Regions from separate parts of the Mus musculus genome. Here regions 1 and 3 are each linked to region 2. The links are chromatin contacts, called in public promoter capture Hi-C maps. All regions are on one chromosome and are shown on one strand. The core of a region is the stretch at or near the end of the contact, and the rest is flanking DNA. Distances in the headings are between cores, read along the strand shown. Region 1 overlaps Jade2 (jade family PHD finger 2). Region 2 overlaps Cdkl3 (cyclin-dependent kinase-like 3). Region 3 has its middle 37 kb from the start of Sar1b.

Region 1 (3,743 bases), core at 639-3,138, 230 kb before region 2:
TTCTCAGTCCCCAGAGCCTCTAATTAGACCTCAGTCTCCCGGCCTGTAACTCAGACCCCACACCTAGTATTACAAGGCCCCTAGACCGTCCATGTGTCACCCTGGTTACAGCCTTACATGTTTGTCTCACCCTGGTTACAGCCTTACATGTCTGTCTCACCTTGGTTACAGCCCTCCATGTCTCACCCTGGTTACCCTACAGCCTCCTTAAGCCCCTCTCTCCTCCATGTGCATCAACTTTAGGCATTGGCAATGCAATGCTCTTAACAATGGTTCCTACTCACAAGGAGCTTGAAGGGTCCTCAGACTCTAGGTTAGGGTGCAGACCCTCTGGTGTATAGGAGACCATGACAGAAGGTGCTATTCCTACCGTGCTGCCCTCAGCCTCCTTGAACACTGACACTTGTGTGTGGTCTCTAAGTACAGTAGAGTTCCCCTCATCGCTTCCACCCCGTGTGCCATGATTGACTGCACAGCCTGGGACCCCACTTTCCTCTCTTCTGGACTTGGGTAGGCTTCATGACTGTCAGTTCCATGGGGCCGTGACCTACGCTGACCTCTGTCATTAGCAACAGTCATTTTCTTCTCTCTTTTTGTCCCCTTTGATTACGCTGGGTTTGACTCCCAGCACCTGCACGGTGGCACGTGACCATCTGTAACTCCAGTCCCAGGGGATCTGACCTTCATAGGCAGACACCAGGGACACATGTATCACATGTACAAATATGCAGACAACACCTATGTAAACTAACTATGTGTAAGAAAGTGGTTCTTACATAGTCCAGGATGGTCTCGAACTCTCTAAGTAGCAGTGCATAACCTGGAATTCTTGATCTTCCTGCCTCTACCTCCCAAGGGTTAGAATTAGATGTGTGTTTGCACCATCTGGTTTTAGCCAGTGCTGGGGATCAAACCCAGGGAGGCTTCATGCCCTATAAAGTAAGCTACATTCCCAGTTCCTCAGAGGCCACAAGAGGGCGCTGGATGCCCTGGAACTGGAGGTATAGACAGTTGTGAGCTACCACATGGGTGCCAGCAATTGAAGCCATAGCCACTGGAGGAGCAGCCAGTACTAAATCCCTGAACCTCCAGACCCCCTCCTCTACAGGTATGTACTGCCACACTTGGCTTTGATGAATGCTGGCGATCCCAAAGGGTAAATGGAGCAACTCAGCTACGGGCAGAAAAGGGGCAACCATTCCCTCTGAAGACTCGCAGCAGCACTCCCTCCTCTTCTCACGTCCCAGAATGACCCACAAGCTGAGTCGGTAGCGGCAGGCATATCTCCAAAGCTCTCTCTACCTAGCTGCCTTCTGCTGTGTATGTTCAACGTCTGAGTGTAAATAATGTTCCTGTGTGGGGGGGTGCGTGTTAAGCTTATCTTCCCTTCACATGTCCAGACTCCATAACTATCCAATTAAGCCAATGTCAACACCTTTGCTCCTGGTTTCTCGATCTGCTAAATGCATGTTATACCTAAAGGATAGAAGACACATCTGATCAGAGCCTGAGTTTCATCACATGACACCACAGAGAGGGCGACACAGCCACATCTCCACACAGCTGCCTTCCTGAAGACTGAACCCTACGCTTACCAGGGTTCAGGGGAGCTGGCCAGCTCTGACCTGTCTTGAGCCCAGCAGAGTCAGGAAGACTGTGGTCTGCACCTGTCCTTGTGCAAGCTAAGCCACTGTGGATGGAACTGGGCTATCCCAGTGATGCCCCTGAGGGTAGAGGCTTGAAAGCCACAGTCCAAACTCTGTTTTCTCGCCTATCAGCACAACCACGGCCTTCACTGGTTCCCACGTGGATCTGTTATGTCCGTGAGAAGGAACCTGACTGAAGGGTTCTGGTCCCAGGCCCTTCCAGGCCGCATAGACACATCTTCCCAGCAGGGGGCGCCGTGCCTACCTCTGCAAAGGTCTTGCTCAATAAGTTTCATCTGTAGATGGAATATCTGCTCCTGAAGTTTACAGATGGTGTGTTTCGTTCTCTCCCGTCTTGTCACCATGTAGCACAGGTTCCTTACCTGAAGGGACACAGGAGAGATTTCTCACCTCACCTACTGCTGGCCATCTCAAGGGGCCTCGCCGCTGGGAAAAAAAGCAGTGTTTTGAACACCAGCCACTGCTGCTGCCTCCCCTCTGCCTTAAGACAATTGAGAATTCACCCCGAAACCCTGAGCATGCAGGGAGTATCTGGTCTCGAGCTGGCAACCCTCTCTTCCTGCCTAACACCCGCCTTTCCCAGCAAAGCAACTCTGCAGCAGATACAACCATCATGGCAAAACGCAGGCATGTCCCAAGGCACAGGTATCACTGTACTTTCAAATGAACACAATCTGGCAAAATAGCTTTTCCAAGTCTACCTGCTATCCCGGGACCTGAGCCAGGGCCTTGCCCCCTGGGCCAATGCTCCCATATCCACAGCAACATGATGCCTGACTTTATAAAGGACAGCAGCCCCTGACTCCCTTGGGCCAGCTGGTTAGAGTCCCTACAGTAGGCTTTGAAGTCATCTGGCTTAGCCCAGAGGACGGGCACACATTCTTCAGGTTGGCTGGCAGGATATGAAGTGGACCTGTCACTGCCTGTTCAGGGTTCCTCTATCCCCTAAGGACTGCTCTCTCACATACTTCCAGGCTTCAGCCCTGGAGACGCTCCCTCCATCTGGTATCACCTTTGGGCTCATGTGGAGTTTTCCAGAAACAGGGACAGTTACTGACCATAGCTGCTCAGCCTGGATCCTATTCCCACTCAGGCCTCCCTTTACACAGTTGCCAGGTGGTCTTCAGGTCTTACTTAGCTGCCTGAGTTACCTTTAATTAAGAGCTTCTCCTTCCAGCCAGGTGTGGTGGCGCACGCCTTTAATCCCAGCACTTGGCAGGCAGAGGCAGGCAGATTTCTGAGTTGAACCTCTGCCTCTCCTTCCTATGACTCCGGCCTTCCTAGCTCGAGGTAGTATGAGCAGATCTTTATCAGGTGTGACCTTCCTTTCCCTTCTGAGACTACTTGAGAAGGAGATCCTAGGAGGTCCAGTGCGGCGGACAGCATCACAGGAGGGATTCAATATGGACTCTGCCATGACATCCCGTGTGACATGTACTCTGCTGTGACATTCCATGCGTGTGTGTGTGTGTGTGTACTCCTCACCTGCACTGGCAACACCAGGCCGTCAGGGTTCACTCATTGCTGACTCCAGCTTTATCAATTCCCATGTCCAGCCTCTTCCTCCAGGGACAGCCCTGGGTTTGAACCACTGGTAGCAGCCTGTGCACCTCTTACCATGACCCACTTTCCAATCAACCTCTTCTTCACACCCCTCTCCTCCTGCACTTTAGCCTGGCTCTGTGCCTTCCTCCATTCTGGAATAAATTTGTATAGGGGCCAGCATCTCTTTCTTCCTATTGCCTGCCACCCAGCAAGGCAGGAAGAACTCCCTGGAGCAGATGGCCTAAACCGGGACACCCTAGCCCAGCAGGAGGTGGTGACAGTGTACTGGAAAAAGAAAGGAGAGGCAAAACCAGCAGGGGTGGGGGGGGGTGTAAGCAGGCCCTGGGGGTGCACCCTCCGGGCAAAGGGGAGTTGTAGAAGACTTATGGCTGAAAACTGGACTCATCCCCACTACCTGTTCTCTTGGTCCACACCCACAACTGACCTATCAGTACATTTGCACCAGTCTCTCCTTGTGGCAGATACCAGCTCTCTTCACAGCCTGGTTCCACCCTTCCCCATCCCCCATCC
Region 2 (3,422 bases), core at 474-2,973:
GCCATGTGAATGCTAGAAACAGAGACTGAGTCCTCTTAACCGCTGGGCTCCGTTTTTTTGGAGATATTGTGAGAATTCCTGAGATAAGGCTTAACAGACCAAAGACGTAGTAGCTTTGTCCTGATCAAGTTCAGTTATCTGTAGGCCTGTAGAATACCTTTGGGGAAGGCGAGCTGTGCTTCTTGGTTTTGCTCTAATGTGTAAGTTGTCAGAGCACATTGTGACTTCTTTACTTTGGGAATAAATTCAGCATGGACGTGCCCTCTGCCCTGTGGCGTGTTGAGGAGTTGCATTTGCTTTAGACATGAAGCTGGGACAGGTGATAACAACCCAGTGTCTGCTCTGTGTGCACAAGATGTTTTACTAGAAATGAGAAGAGACTTTGTATTCAGAGGGTCTTTGTGTGTTTGTTTCGTTGGTTAATTTTGTTTTCAGAGTCTTGTGTAATGTAACCCAGGCTGACTTCAATCTTGTTGTGTAGCCCAGGCTGGCCTCTAACTCATTATCCCCCTACCTCACCGGAAGGTCTGAGCTACCATGAGTGTATGAATTTAGAATGTAAAAAAGACATGGTTGGAGAGATATTTTGGAGATTAAGAGCACTGACTGTTCTTTCAGAAGATCTGTGTTTGATTCCCAGAACCGACACGGTGTCTCACAACCATCTGTAACTCCAGTTTCAGGGGATCCAACACTCTCTCCTGTTCTTTGCCAGCACCAGGCATAGGCATGGTACAGAGGTAAAACACACATATTCATAAGAAATAAAATAACCCTAAAGATAAACATGTGTGTCTGCTGCTGCTCTTGGGAAGAAAGTCGGTGTAGAGACACAGTGGCCCTCTAGTGCTCCCCCTCTCACAGAGCCGTATTACTGCTGCAGTCATCCATTAAGACCATAGGCCAGAGGTTTGGTTTTCTTTTCCTTCTTTTTTTCCCCGAGTTTACAATGTTTTGGGTCTTTTCTTCAGAATTTTTGCACATTCATGGAGTTCTTGTTATTTTCTTGTTTCTTTGCTTGTTTTACAGAGTCTCCCCTAGCTGGCCTGAACCTCACTCTGTAGACTGAGATGCACGAGAACTCACAGAGTCCACCTGCCTGTGCCTCCAGAGTACTGGGACTAAAGGTGTGCACCACCACCCTGCTCATTGAGTCCTTAAGGTGATCTAAAAGCATACCTCTTACTTTGGGCATCTCCAGACTTTTCAGTGGTTGTCACTTTTAAAATGAGAGTTCTTTTTTTGAGGAGACTTTCAAATGCAAGATCACTAGGCTGCCACTGTGGCCTTGGAAGAAGTATGAGCCAGGGATGGGTCACATAACTTCTCAGCAGGCAGCCTCTGCTAACCGGATTGCTGCCACTGAGTCTGGCCACCATCTCTTTCCTTCAAGCATGCTGTGCACTGCAGATGAATCAGTAATCGGGGTCTGGGTTTTGAAATCTGCCTTGTAGATATTCATAGGATGAGGCAGAAGTCCTGGCTACAGTCCTTTGCCCTCAGTTGTCACAAACAGAAAAGGTGATAATTGGTAGCGCACGAGTATAACTGTGGGACCCACTTCCTTTCAAAAGGAGACAGAGGATGTGGTAGAGAGGAGAAGGCATGCCCTACTGCATTAATTAGTAAAGTGAAATTTGGCCTGTTAACTAACTAGGCCTGGCTCCTGATTCAGCAGTCCTGAAAGCCTGCTCTGGCTGGGCTCCACCCATCTCCTAAATCAGTCAGCTCTGTGGCTTTCTTCAGTCTCCCCCCCTCCCTTTGTGACCTTTGTGTAAGGTTTGACACTGTGAATCACCGTCCCTTTCTGGAACCACTCTCATCTTTTTTTTTGTCACATGTCTTCTTTCTTTTCTCACCTCCAAGTGCCCCTCTGCTCCTCTGCTAAATCACCTTCCCACCTGCTTCCCTGTCCGCATCCTGGAGCACAGGGTTTCAGTTCTTTGTTCTTCCTGTTCCCATGCAAGCAGCTTAGCATGGTCCCCACATCCCAGATGACCTCCTGAGAGCAGACATACAGGTCTAAACAGGACGGCTTTATCCTAACCATGGTTTCCCTCCAGCTCTTCCTGTTTTTAAAAGTGAAACTGATGTGGATCCCTTGTGTGTAATAAAGGGCCTGTCTCAGTTTAGTCAGCTTAACCCCGGAGCTTGGATGCTGGGCAAGCACTGGTCACCAAAGAGGCCCCCATTTCTGTCTTCTGGGTGTTTTGTGTTGTACCCAAGAATAATAAGGAAAGCAAACAAGAATGAACAGAGTGAACATAGAATTATTAAGGAAAACGAGACTGACTCCTGGGAATGGGTGGGGAGCAGCCCAAGGAGGATCGCTGCTGTGGGCAGGTAGTGTGGCAGGACCTGGGTGAAGACTTAGGGAATCTTTCTTGAGACTGTTTTTGCCTGGTCATTTGTATCATGGGTGTACCTGTGAGAAGTCTATACCCGCTGTGCGTGCTCCCTCTCCCCCTGTGCGTGTTCCCTCTGGTCAGACAGAGAGGTGATCATTTGCTGCTTGTCCAGTCAGGGGACTGGCTGTGAGAGGTGATCAGGTTGTCTCCAAACTGCTTGACTAGCTCAGGGTCCACAGTGGCCCCGCCTTTGAAGACACCTCTCATCTCAGTCCCATGGTTCTCCCAGCTGGAAACTTGGCATGGAGTTGATACTTTTCAGTCTCCGAGTATTGTGTCTGATAACCGTTTAAAAAGCAGGCCTACTTAATTTATTCTTGCTATAACATTCTGGTTCTTGAAAATGATACTAAGCTTTTCACATTTAAGAATGTATAGCCCTCCTAGTCTTCTTTTTCCCTTCCAGATCTCATTTTTAATGTTTTTAACTGTTTCACATCCTGTTTTGTGACACAAGATACCTCTTAATTTATGTTTGTTCTCAACCAAACCAGCCTTGAATTGCCTTCTGTTAAATGTTGTTTATGTGAGATAACCATCTACATGATCATGATCAGTTATTGTATTAGTCAGAGGTCCGCAGATAAGCAGAACAAATAGGATGATAGGATGATCCAAGAGTAGGCTTATGAGGTTCACTAACATCGTCAGAGGCTGATGGGTGCACTGAGGCCATCTGCACACTAGAGAGCCAAGGTGGCTCTCGGTCTGAGAAGATGGAAACCTCAGCACAAGAGACACGGTGTGCCACGGTCTGGGGCAAACGCCCGACAGTCCCTGAGGAGCCACTGGTGCAAATCTGTCCTTAGAGGCTGAAGCATCCAATGTTCACATTAGAAAGAAACGGCAAAATTCACCTCCACTCAGCAAGAGTCAAGCATGTAATTGCCTGCTTCCCACTTCTGCCTCCTTTTTGCTTTGTCTGTCCCCTGCCTATTGGATAGCACCTGAGTTCATGGTCGGTCTTCTTATAGCACCAGCTGCACACCAGTCCTCTCCAACAAGTCAGATTGA
Region 3 (3,308 bases), core at 205-2,704, 250 kb before region 2:
ACACCTATGTACATAAAAATGACAAGTAAAACGTTCAAAAGAGCAATTTTGAAAAGTAAGCTTGCAGTATGTTTACACAGTTGTCAGTAATAGAAAGGAGAAAGAGTGACTCAAAGCTTCCAGTGGAGATGAGAGAAGCCTGTGGGATAAAGGGATTGGTACTGTTTACAGTTTTTGTTTTACGGTGCTGGGGATCGAACCTAGGACCTTTTGCATGCTGGGTAAGTGCTCTACTACTGAGCATAGCCTCAGCTTGTTTACTGCTTTCCTGTGGTGGGGGGAGGGAGGAGGGAAGGACTACACACCAGAGCACACACACAGAAGTCAACAGCTGGGATGCTGGGCCTCACTGTTCATCCCTATGAGGCAGGGTTTCTTATTCACCACTGTGTACACCGGGCTAGCTGGCCCTCCAGCTCTCAGCGATTCTCCCACCTGTGCAGGAATCCTGACTTTACAGAAGTGTGCTGTTACTGTGTCTGGTCTTAGGAGATTCCCCTCAGCTCCCCGTGCTCGCATGCCAAGTGTTTTACCCACTGAGCTCTAGTGACTGCTTTCATGAGCTAAAGAAAGTTTAATAAAGCTGATCTGTGGTGGCGCACGCCTTTTATCCCGGCACTCAGGAGGCAGAGGCAGGTAGATCTCTGCTTTCAAGGCCAGCCTGGTCTACAGAGTGGGTTTCAGGACAGCCAGGGAGGGCTACACAGAGAAACCCTGTCTCAATAAACCAAAATTTGGGGGGTGGGGGGAGAAAGAGAGAGAAAGAGAGAGGGGGGAGGGAGGAAGGAAGGAAGGAAGGAAGGAAGGAAGGAAGGAAGGAAGGAAGGAAAGAAGGAAGGAAGGAAGGAAGGAAGGAAGGAAGGAAGGAAGGAAGGAAGGAAGGAAGGAAGGAAGGAAAGAAGGAAAGAAGGAAAGAAGGAAGGGAGGGGCTAGAGAGATGGCTCAGTGGTTAAGAGCACTGATTGCTCTTCCAGAGTTCAGTTCCCAGCAACCACATGGTGGCTCACAACCATCTGTAATGAAATCTGATGCCCTCTTCTGGTGTGTCTGAATACAGCAACAGTGTACTCATATATATAAAATAAATAATTCTTAAAAAAAAAAAAAAAGAAAGAAAGGAGTCAGGCATGGTGGCACAGCCTTTAATCCCAGCACTCGGGAGGCAGAGGCAGATGGATTTCTGAGTTTGAGGCCAGCCTGGTCTACAAAGTGAGTTCCAGGACAGCCAGGGCTATACAGAGGAACCCTGTCTCGAAAAACCAAAAAAAAAAAAAAAAAAAAAAAAAAAAAAGGAAGGAGAGAGAGAGAGAGAAACATTTAATATGAAATTCAGTGGGATTGTAGCTCCATTTCCTCTGGCACATCACAGAAAGCTAAGAGGATGCTAATATGGCCAAGTACTGACATCACCTTTTTGGTCTCATCTAGGTCTTGGGTTTCTTTGCACCCAACCAGGCCTTAAGTTTGAGCTGGTTTCTGGTTTCACTTTCTGATTAGGAAGCCAGACCCGGTTGGCTGCAGGCTAGAGAAAAGCACTTTGACTTCCCTCCTGTCTAGGGTCTTCAGTGTGGAGAGGGGCACAGGGACCCTCAGTAAGCCAGTGTAACGGGCACTCTCCTGCAGATAAAAGCCCTGACACTCCCTCAGCTCAATGGCTTCTGAAGGAAGCCTGCTGGGGCTGCTTTCCTTCCCGACTGTCTGGCAGCAGATGGCAGGGCATGAAGTTATTTAGAGAACACTCTTAGAGTTTCTCTCCACCCCAGCTTCTATTTGAGGACAAGTCGAGAATCGACACGCCCCTCGGATCATCTGCCAGTCAGGTGGCCATGAAATTCCTCTTGGATTAGCTGGCCCTCACCTCAGTCCTGATTACCTGGGGCCTGGGCAGCCTGCTATGTAATCATCTTTTTGTATTGCTCTGGGCAAAACCAGGACCGGACACCTACTCACTGTTGATCTGTGGGCCGGTGGTGGGTGGTGGCCCGTGAGAGGAAGCCCCAGGGACCCAAAAGGAGCTTTACCTGCTCCCGACACCAGGCCCCTGTCATGTAGTCACAGCCTCCCATAGAGAGAGTTGTGGCCATCAGTCATGTAGGGGGAGCGCCCCCAAGATCTTCCACATGTAGATGAGGCATCCCTAACATTTCAGACCCAGCAAATAGGAAGCGCCTGCTGTCAGACCCCTCCACCCCAAAACTCTATGTAAGATCCTATCCGGAAGGAACAAAGGTGTGTGTGAGAATGACTTCATCGCCTGAAAGCATCTGTCACGTAAGAGCTGTAACACTTCCTAGGAAGAGAATGCGCTCTCAAAGCTCTCCTGCACCTTGCTCCTAGCTCAGCTCAGCACAGCACAGCACAGTGGCACAGCATCTCAGAGCCACAGTGGCGGTGGTTACAACCATTCTGTAATGGGCTCTGATGCCCTCTTCTGGTGTGTCTGAAGACAGTGGCAGTGTATTTTAAATAAATAAATAAAATTTTAAAGTTAAAAAAAAAAAACAAAATAAAGCAAAAACCTTGAAGATAAACCAGGCTTGCTGGTGGACACTTAAAATCCCTGAGCCTGGGAGATGGAGGCAGGAGGATCAGGGGTTTTTAAGTCTGGCTTAGATAGTTTCAGGCCAGTCTGGGATACATGAGACAGGCAGACACTTGACACACATGATGCAAGGCCAAACAAGAAGATTCCCTAACATGATGAAGATTTCCAGAAAGGGCTGCAGAGCTGAATCCTGCGGAGCATAAGATGGGTAAGTGCAACGTGGGGAAGATGGGACATTCCAGGCAGACCAGCAGAGACAGGAGGACACACTGCAGTCTGGGGGCTGGCAGAGCCTAGTACATGATGACACAGACAGCGGGCAGGGAATATGTTAGAGTGGAGAAGACAGAGCGAGAGGCTTGGATGAAGGAGGAGGCAGGATTCCAGGACGGCCTCTCCCAGCTTTCAACCCGCTCATTTTATCTTACTATTTATGTGTCTGTGCACGTACACACATGTGCTCCTGCATACATGTGGAGAGCAAAGGACAGCTTTCGGGAGTTCTCTCCCCTAACAGTAATTGATTAATCTGCTCTACTTGCCAGCCGTGACAGCGTGAGTTCCTCGCTACCACCCCAGTGTTGTGGATTCTCGAATGAAACACACACACACACACACACACACACACACACACACACACACAGAGTCTTATGTTTAATACACCCTACGAAGCTCAATGGCAGGACCACTCCCAAATCCCCATGCTGCTAGCACACCCTTCCCTCCAATATTCCCGAGTTATTACTTACTAAAACCTATATTG

What was found. Promoter capture Hi-C pulls out the DNA fragments that hold promoters and counts their contacts.
Region 1: a contact with region 2 is called in a promoter capture Hi-C map of embryonic stem cells, with 4 times the contacts expected there. The contact joins two enhancer-like sites. A contact is called at or near these places in 12 of 39 promoter capture datasets (the C10 cell line, the HPC-7 cell line, cranial neural crest and 6 more), 3 of 15 datasets of contacts at CTCF or cohesin (CD8 T cells, large pre-B cells and pro-B cells), 13 of 484 Hi-C or Micro-C datasets (B cells, the C10 cell line, ECoMG myeloid progenitors and 9 more), 3 of 115 datasets of contacts at active chromatin or transcription factors (T-cell acute lymphoblastic leukemia, large pre-B cells and regulatory T cells) and 4 of 9 other capture datasets (adipose tissue, embryonic stem cells, liver and 1 more).
Region 3: a promoter capture Hi-C map of hematopoietic stem and progenitor cells shows a contact between it and region 2. The contact joins two enhancer-like sites. A contact is called at or near these places in 3 of 39 promoter capture datasets (the C10 cell line, the HPC-7 cell line and hematopoietic stem and progenitor cells), 1 of 484 Hi-C or Micro-C datasets (bone marrow-derived macrophages) and 2 of 9 other capture datasets (adipose tissue and liver).

What each region holds. Positions count from the first base shown.
Region 1 is chr11:51,819,168-51,822,910 of GRCm38.p6, forward strand. Jade2 (jade family PHD finger 2) reads right to left here. Exons shown (of 13, transcript NM_001357588.2): 11 at 1,912-2,029. Among named protein-coding and RNA genes, the nearest start is that of Gm30110, 34 kb to the right of the region's middle. Within about 2 kb of position 1,889, at least 33 of the 459 cell types and tissues checked have an H3K27ac peak or open chromatin away from gene starts, as enhancers often do. A contact at or near this core is called in the HL-1 cell line, embryonic stem cells, group 2 innate lymphoid cells and 1 more, where this site is marked.
Region 2 is chr11:52,044,903-52,048,324 of GRCm38.p6, forward strand. All of the region lies in intron 13 of Cdkl3 (cyclin-dependent kinase-like 3), which reads left to right. Among named protein-coding and RNA genes, the nearest start is that of Cdkl3, 42 kb to the left of the region's middle. Within about 2 kb of position 1,724, at least 126 of the 459 cell types and tissues checked have an H3K27ac peak or open chromatin away from gene starts, as enhancers often do. A contact at or near this core is called in the HL-1 cell line, bone marrow-derived macrophages, embryonic stem cells and 3 more, where this site is marked.
Region 3 is chr11:51,799,472-51,802,779 of GRCm38.p6, forward strand. No RefSeq gene overlaps it. Among named protein-coding and RNA genes, the nearest start is that of Sar1b, 37 kb to the left of the region's middle. Within about 2 kb of position 1,455, at least 76 of the 459 cell types and tissues checked have an H3K27ac peak or open chromatin away from gene starts, as enhancers often do. A contact at or near this core is called in bone marrow-derived macrophages and hematopoietic stem and progenitor cells, where this site is marked.